Regions from separate parts of the Mus musculus genome. Here all the other regions are linked to region 1. Evidence: chromatin contacts called from public HiChIP or PLAC-seq data. All regions are on one chromosome and are shown on one strand. The core of a region is the stretch at or near the end of the contact, and the rest is flanking DNA. Distances in the headings are between cores, read along the strand shown.

Region 1 (2,555 bases), core at 18-2,517:
GTAAAATGTGGATAGTAACACTCAGCTCTTGGGGTCATTCATTGAAAAGGTTTAATATGTTAAACCTTGACCCTGCCTTACAATAGCTGCTAATGGGTCACTGCGCACGCTGCTGCTGTAGTGAACAGTGCCAGTCCCGAATCCCACCGCAGTGCCAGGGTTCACTCAGAGCTTCACAGCAGCACACGGCTGCAGACTGCAGAGAGCTTGTGTCTGTAAGCTTACCATGGTCAGGGCTGAAGGAAGTCATTTTCTAATCAGAGCCAACAGAATAAAGTGTGTTTTGTAAGTGCGGAAAAGCAAACAAAACAGTGTAATTTTAGTTGCAATTGTAAAATATGCTTAATAGCCCCTGTGTGCACATACATACCTGTACATGTATACACACACACACACACACGTGTGTGTGTGTGTGTGTGTGTGTGTGTGTGTGTGTGTGTGTGTAAGGCTTTAGATTTCATCCTGCCTGAATACCCATGGTGTCCTTGACCTTGGTTTTTCCACCTGGAGACGCATGTTAATGCATCCCGTGTTTGAGGCAATGGTTAGACAAGTAACCTGGTGTGTGGAACATGTCTGCTGTGCAGTTGCCATGTTTGAAGTCTCTTTTTAGTTTTGATTGTTCCTCATACAACATGGAATCGTTTTGTGACCTCTCTTCTCACAGTTCGAAGGTGGTGAGTCACTGTCCAGTGGGAGCTTGTGCCAGCGGTCGCGGCCGAGCAGCGACCTGAACAACAGCACCCTTCAGTCGCCTGCTCACCTGAAGGTCCAGCGGAGCATCTCGGCCAACCAGAAGCAGAGGCGCTTCAGCGACCACGGTGGGGAGCAAGTCTAAGAAGGGGGCATTCTGGCCCTGCCTAGTGTGCGCTGCCCAGCATGCTCTCATGTCCTCTCTCCCGGGGCCTTCTCAGACGGGCATCGCTGGGTGACTGACCGATCATAGGGTCTCTTCTGTGGGACCTGAACCAACTTAATTTCTCCTATAATCGATTTAATCTTAGTGGCGAGTGTAAAGCACACAGTGTGGATGTTGTTAGCATAGGAGGGTTCTATTGGCAGGAAGTATATGAGTTCTTTCCCAGCTAACCTTGCTGTTTGTACACATTGCAGCCGGCCCCTCCATCCCCCCTGCCGTCTCATACACCAAGAGGCCTCAGGCCAACAGCGTGGAGAGTGAACAGAAGGAGGAGTGGGGCAAAGACACAGCCCGCAGACTTGGCAGCACCACAGTGGGATCAAAGAGCGAAGTCACAGCCAGCCCCTTGGTGGGGCCAGACAGGAAAAAGTCCACAGCGAGCCCAAGTGTGAGTCAGAGCTCTCCTGTGTCAACACTTACACTCATGTGTCAGAAGTTTTTTTTATAAAATCTTGTCTTTTGTCTTTTTAAATGGTTCAAAGTGAATCATAATTTAAAAACCATGAGAAGGGGGGCAGGCAGACATCTTGTGAATGTAATAGAAGAAACATTGCAGAGAATTCTGTGTTGTTGTCATTGTCCTTGTTTGGAAGGCAGTTTCACTGGATAGCCCAGGCTGTCCTGGAACTCACAGCAACAGCAGTCCTACCTCAGCCTCTCAGCGCTGGAGTCTAGGCGAGAGGCCTGCTCCCAGCTCCCGTTCCTCAGCAAAGCATAGCCTCTCTTCAGAGTGCTACACTATATCCCTGCTCCTTTTGTCCTGCTTTTGTGATATTTATTTGATATAAATTGGTGAATTTAATCTTACATTTACAGGTAAACTGCTGTCTAAGGGCAGACTCATTAAAAATTTGCCAGCTTTCCTCCTGTGAGGTCTCCTAAAATGCCACACTCTAGAAATTAAATCAGGCACCAGAAGAGAGGCCACAGTAGTGTCCTGTAAGATAGCAGGAAGAAGAAAGATTAAAAAGTGTGTGTGGGGGGCAGGGGGTGAGTGAGAACAGGGTGGGTGAAATCTGGAGGTGAGTGAGGACAGGGTGGGTGAAATCTGGAGGTGAGTGAGGACAGGGTGGGTGAAATCTGGAGGTGAGTGAGGACAGAAAGCAAGGTGAGGAGTGGTTAGCCTTGTCGGTAGGAGAGCTGACGGCCATGAAGGAGCAGAGTTAAGTTACTTTCCGATATTTCATCAACAGTTTGCATATTAGAAGATGCAGTCGCATTTCGAAACTGTTGGAGAAGGAGAAAAACACTTTAGGCCTAGAATTTTATATCTAAACATGCTAACTATATTCTTAGGCATAAAATGTGTCAGCTGTTTGGCTACGCATTGACTATTTAAAACACTGCACTACTTAGGGTATCCTCACAAGAAGAGAAGATAACATGTTGCTGTAAAATATAGAAGCTAAAAGTAATCCAGTAACTTAGCAAGGGCCAGGAAGATGGCTCAGTGGATAAGGATGCTTGCCGCCATGCCTGACAAACTTGAGTTTCATCTGGGACCCCAGAGTGAGAAAATTGTCCTCTGATCTCTACACATGTACACACACACACACATGCACACCCATCACCCACCAACACACCTTCCTCTCAAACGGTATGGTTTCTGGTGCCAGTATTCTGTGTGGTAATTGAG
Region 2 (2,555 bases), core at 32-2,531, 420 kb before region 1:
AGCAGAGGCGTGGTTTTGCTACCTGTGGATAATTTCTGTGATTGTATGATATTTGAAATCAACTTTTCAGATGGTATATAAATGCTAAAGAGTGGAGACAGGGTGGCATAGTTGTGCTCACAGAGAAAATAAGATTGGGGTCTGTATCTCTTTTTCTCTCCTCTATCATTGTTCTTCTCCTATCTAGAGGTAGAGGATGAAACTGGGAGAATAAAGCATGGGAAAAGAATCCACAAAGTAGCTCAGACCAGCTACATATCTTCTCATAGGGTTTCCCAGAAAACAGCCTAGTTGATTGAATACAGCTAGTTGTTCTGGAGAGTTTGGTGGTAATGTTTTCTTCATGCTGCTGTGAGATGACAGCTGTCAGTCAGGTTCTCAAATGGGAAACTACAGTTCAGAGAACGGTATTGTAAATGCTGTCATTTACTACAGAGCAGGGGAGATGGTGGTACAAACAGGAGAATTCACAAAAACGCTTAAACACCGTGTATAATTCCAGGTGCGGGGGAAGGCCCGCATCCCCCGAGCCAGCTGCTTAGAAAGACTAACCATATGGGCCAGCTCTTTGTTTCTGAGAGACCCTAACTCCTTGAATGAGGTGAAAGAGGCATGGAAGATGATTCCCACCATCAACCTAGGACTTCCACATGCACACATAGATGCATGCCCACACATGCAAATATGCACACACACACACACGGAAATGAGAAGGCAAAACAGGCTGTATACTACCTCTGGCAGTCCACGTTTCCACTCTCTCGATACTTGCTACCAAACTTCATGCTTGTTCTAATCTATTAGATGGCTCTGTGTCATCCTGACTCCCAAAGGTGAGCATAGTTTTGCATTCATTGGCTATATTTTTTTTATGAATTGCCTGTGCTTACCTTTCCCCCCTTCCTTTATCTTGTTTGTAGTCACTTTCTATACATTTTTGTTAAAGTGTGGCACAAAAATGGCAAAATTACAGTTGTAAACCCGTGTAGCCCTGGCTGTCCTGCGGAGCTCATTCTGTAGACCAGGCTAGCCTCGAACTTGGAGACCCGACTGGCTCTGCCACCATGTGCTGGGACTAATCCCCTGCACCACCACTGCACGGCTTTAGCTTTGCTACTTTTGTTTATGACCCTGGACAAGTTAATTAAATGTATCTGATTGGGGAAAGCCGAGTGATAGTAAACACCTCTCTCTACCCCTACTAGACCTCATGAAAGACCTGTAGAGATACAGACTTCCAAGCCGGAAAACCCCGCCCTTGCTCTTGCCCCGCCCCTTCCGCCCCGGAGCGCGTGCGCAGTTCCTCGCCGCCGAGCTCTTCAAGGGTCTCTACCTTTAGGTACCGGGCGGCTGCCGTGGGCCGTGTGCGGAGGGCTCCGCCCGGCTCGTCCACCATGCACTGGGGGCTGTGCCCTCGCGGGCCCGGGGCGGCGGCGGTCGCCGCGGCTGGGAGCTTCTGGGGGCCAGCCCGTTTGCCCAGCCGCCTAGGGTGTCTGGGGATGACGAGGAGGCTCGTGGTACGATCCGTGGCCGGGGCGGACAGCCCCCAGAGCAGCTCGAAAGGCGGCAGATACCGTGACACGGTGCTGCTGCCGCAGACCAGCTTCCCGATGAAGCTGCTGGGCCGCCAGCAGTCCGACATGGAGCTGGAGATCCAGCAGGTACCGGACGCGGCCACCCGAGCAGGGCGGGGCGGGCCAGCTCTGCGGGAACCCTGCAGGCCGCGCGGCTTCCCCGGCGAGCGCCCAGCGGGCCGGGTTCCAAAGTGAAGCCCGGAGCCGCACCGAGCACCTTCCGATTTCCGCTCCCAGCGAGTCGGCTTTGCACACTTTTCCCTTTGTCACTTGTCAGAAAGTAGCCAGCGTGAGCATGTGTAAATGAAACTTCAGGAGTGGGCTGGAGAGGTAGCTCGGCGCCTAAGAGCGCTTGCCACCCTTGCGGAGGATCCGCGTTCCGTTTCCAGCACACAAGTCTGGCAGTTCACAACCACCTGTAACTCCAACTCCAGAAGATCCGATGCCTGACCTCTGTCTGCAGGCACCCGCGCTCGCGTGCACCACACACGAATAATCAAAGAGAAACTTAAAACTAAACTTAAAACATTATAAAAGTATTACCAAAGAAGGGAGGTTGAACCCCACCTTAGTCACATGTTTAGGTTTTTCACAGGAATCATGATTTCTTTGAAGGACAAAGTAGCGGCCCTTTTCTGGGTCCCCTGTGTCGTCGGTATCTGTCTCCTATGTCATACTGAATTTGCTAACGTCTGAGATTCATTCGTTAGTGTCTGCACACTAGAGTATTTAAGATATTTCTGATAATCAGGAATACTGCTTAAGTGAATAGCGTTAGCCTGAATATTCTTTGGATTTAGGGAATTATTGAGGCCAAAGAATTGAAAGAATAAATTACCAGTGTGTTTTGGGTGGCAGAGTGGACTGGGAATAGACAGGTTTTTCAGCAGGTCTGTATTGAGGTAGTGAATACTGAGAGACTTGCTAAGAATTTAGAGCCACCATGCCACATAAACGTTTACACTTTAGTCTGAAGAATTG
Region 3 (2,555 bases), core at 32-2,531, 320 kb before region 1:
TCTGTGGCGGTTTTAATGATAATGCCTGCAGTGACTCAGAAAGAGTGGCATTATTGGACAGGTAGCCTTGCTGGAGTAGGTGCTACCTGGTTGGAGGAAGTGTGTCACAGGGGGTGGGCTATGAGGTGTCAGAAGATCAATCAGACCCATTGTCACTCTCTTGTCCTGCTCCTGTGGATCCAGACATAAAACTCTGAACTACCTCTCCAGCACCACGTCTGCCCGCTTGCTGCCATGCTTCTCACCATGACGATAATGGACTAAACCTCCTGAACTATAAGCCAGCCCTGGATAAATGCTTTCCTTTCCAAGAGCTGCCATGGTCATGGTGTCTTCCCAGCAATGAATCCCTGTGACACCCCTATGTGTAATCCCAGTTCCTTCAGTAACTGCCCCATGCTCTCACTTTTCCCTTCTTGGAAGTGTGATCAGCTGACGGAAAGGAACAAGGGTTCTTTAAGAATCCAGCTCAAGCAGCAGTAGAAATAGAAGCCGTGCATGAACAACAGAGATGTGTCTGCAGGAGTCCCTGTGTCAGAACTTTCAAGTCAAAGCAGATACAATCTGACAAAAATATACCAGGATAGGAACAATCAGAAAGCCACACCCCAGGCTGGACCACGATCAACTACTACTAGCTTTACCACGAAGCTGTACTTCCAGTTTATCAACAGGCAGTGAGCTGTACAGAACAACAAGCCATGAAGCCCAAGGCTTTGGTGCACATTTGGTAGGTAGCTGGCAAGATGCAGGTTCATTTTGTACCTGAGGCCCTTTGTCTACCAATTAAGTTTCTGAAAAACCCATCCACAATAAGGGGCCACAGACACTAATATTGCCCCCTTGAAGGCAGTGATCCTAAAATAACACCACCAACTGAAAAGGTGGTTAATTTCCCAAGTGAGGTGGGAAATTAAAAAGAAAGAAAACAAAGTACCCCACAGTAAAACAGCAAGTTTCCTACAAAACCAGACTCCAAGACTGGCAGTGCGTCCGTCACTATTGGGAGAGGGAAGAAAGCTGTTTCACTGCGGCCTGTATACCGAGGCTTTCCCTTAAGACCAGGGAGAATGTCTTCACCTGAACCAAGTGGGGAGCCACCACAGAGCCCCAGGAGAAGGCACCGTCTCTAACCCAGGCCGCTTCCATCACTCATCATTCTCCTTTCTTTGGTTTTAAGGCTGCAAGGTTGTTCAATGACTCTTTCTTCTAAGGTGTGTCTGATGATAAACCCACAGCACTGTGACCAGCCTTCAGCTGTAGGCAGCTGCCCCATGCTGATGAGTCATCGCTGGCCTGCTGTCTGTCGTTGTCTCCACTGCTGTGTGAAATGGCCACCACACAGCCAGCAGCAGCCTCACAGTGTGTACTTTTCACTGGGCTAACTTTCAAAGCTGTTTATACATTCTAGGGGCCAGCAACACCCAGTGTTCTCAGGGCCTGTCGGCACACTCACGGGTGTGCTCTAGAACTGTCTAGCAGATGGCCACTCAGACTCAGAGCTACTCACTCATACCTCCTGAAAGCAAGAGAGGTCACACAAAGCAAGGTCTCCGTGCTGCATCTCCTGGTAGTCTGCTTCTAATTTATGCTATGCCTAATGCTTTTCAAATTTCCATTCCCTTCCTTCCTTGTGGGGGGAAGCTGTAATGGGGCTTGTCTCTAAACAAAACTCTACAGAACAGTTCAAAATACTAAACAGAAAGAGCAAAGATGGCAAAGCTCTGTAGCCCCTGAGTCAAACCTACAGCTGTCTCACAGCGTGGAAAGATCAGAGTCCCAGCTGCTCAAGTTAAAGACCTTACAGTCCTTTCAAAACCAAACTGGGGCAAAGCATGAACTCTCTCTAATTTGGTTTAAATTTTTTTAAACCCTCTTACAAGTAAAACGAGTGACAAAAGCTTACATTCTGAATCTCAATTTTTAAAATTTGAGGAAGCCAGAAATTTTACATTTATTTTATAATCAACTAATTTAGGATTATTTGTTACGACCCCCCCCCCTTTTTTTTTCTTTTTTGGTGCTAAGGACTGAGCCCAGGGCCTTGGGCCCAACAGGCAAATGCACCCCAATTCTCTTGTTCTTTATGTCTACACTACTTACAGGCAAGTGTCCACTCACATGCCCCATCAATTGGTAATGATGACCATTAGTTTAGAGAGTGAAACACTCACATTTTTATGTAACGCCTGAGTTTTCTGCAGTTTTCTGCATGGAGGTAGTAACAGTGGAGCTGCAGAACTAACAAGCAAGCATGCGTCTCTGTTTCCTGGATAGATTGTAATACTAGATAGAAAATCTCTCTGCTCCACCAGGTTCCCTGTGGTCAAAAAAAGTACCAAATAATATTTAACCCAGAGACTGCCATTTAGTTCTTAGGCTAACACAACCAGTAAATAGTAACAATTAGTGTCTAGTTTAAGTAGAATAGATCTTATAAGTAAATCAAATGCTAAGGGCTTTAAATTGCTATCAGATTTTAGAAAAAAAAAAAAGCATGTACTCACCAAAATATTTATAAATGGAAAACATAAAGAGGTGTCCAATGTCAACCA

Evidence for each region. HiChIP or PLAC-seq counts read pairs in DNA pulled down with a chosen protein or histone mark.
Region 2: a contact with region 1 is called in a FOXA1 HiChIP or PLAC-seq map of pancreatic cancer cells. The contact joins the promoter of Iars2 here to the enhancer-like site in region 1. A contact is called at or near these places in 5 of 39 promoter capture datasets (cranial neural crest, embryonic stem cells, frontonasal cranial neural crest and 2 more) and 3 of 115 datasets of contacts at active chromatin or transcription factors (astrocytes, pancreatic cancer cells and stem cell-derived neural progenitor cells).
Region 3: a contact with region 1 is called in a FOXA1 HiChIP or PLAC-seq map of pancreatic cancer cells. The contact joins two enhancer-like sites. A contact is called at or near these places in 1 of 484 Hi-C or Micro-C datasets (cerebral cortex) and 2 of 115 datasets of contacts at active chromatin or transcription factors (embryonic stem cells and pancreatic cancer cells).

What each region holds. Positions count from the first base shown.
Region 1 is chr1:184,910,748-184,913,302 of GRCm38.p6, reverse strand. Mark1 (MAP/microtubule affinity regulating kinase 1) reads left to right here. Exons shown (of 18, transcript NM_145515.2): 12 at 668-821; 13 at 1,114-1,307. Among named protein-coding and RNA genes, the nearest start is that of C130074G19Rik, 29 kb to the right of the region's middle. Within about 2 kb of position 1,267, at least 37 of the 459 cell types and tissues checked have an H3K27ac peak or open chromatin away from gene starts, as enhancers often do. A contact at or near this core is called in pancreatic cancer cells, where this site is marked.
Region 2 is chr1:185,328,127-185,330,681 of GRCm38.p6, reverse strand. It overlaps Iars2 (isoleucine-tRNA synthetase 2, mitochondrial), which reads left to right and starts at 1,281. Exons shown (of 23, transcript NM_198653.3): 1 at 1,281-1,661. The coding sequence starts at 1,395. It also overlaps a transcript of Bpnt1 not described here.
Region 3 is chr1:185,228,802-185,231,356 of GRCm38.p6, reverse strand. The region is part of intron 2 of Rab3gap2 (RAB3 GTPase activating protein subunit 2); the gene reads right to left. Among named protein-coding and RNA genes, the nearest start is that of Snora36b, 13 kb to the left of the region's middle. Within about 2 kb of position 1,281, at least 132 of the 459 cell types and tissues checked have an H3K27ac peak or open chromatin away from gene starts, as enhancers often do. A contact at or near this core is called in pancreatic cancer cells, where this site is marked.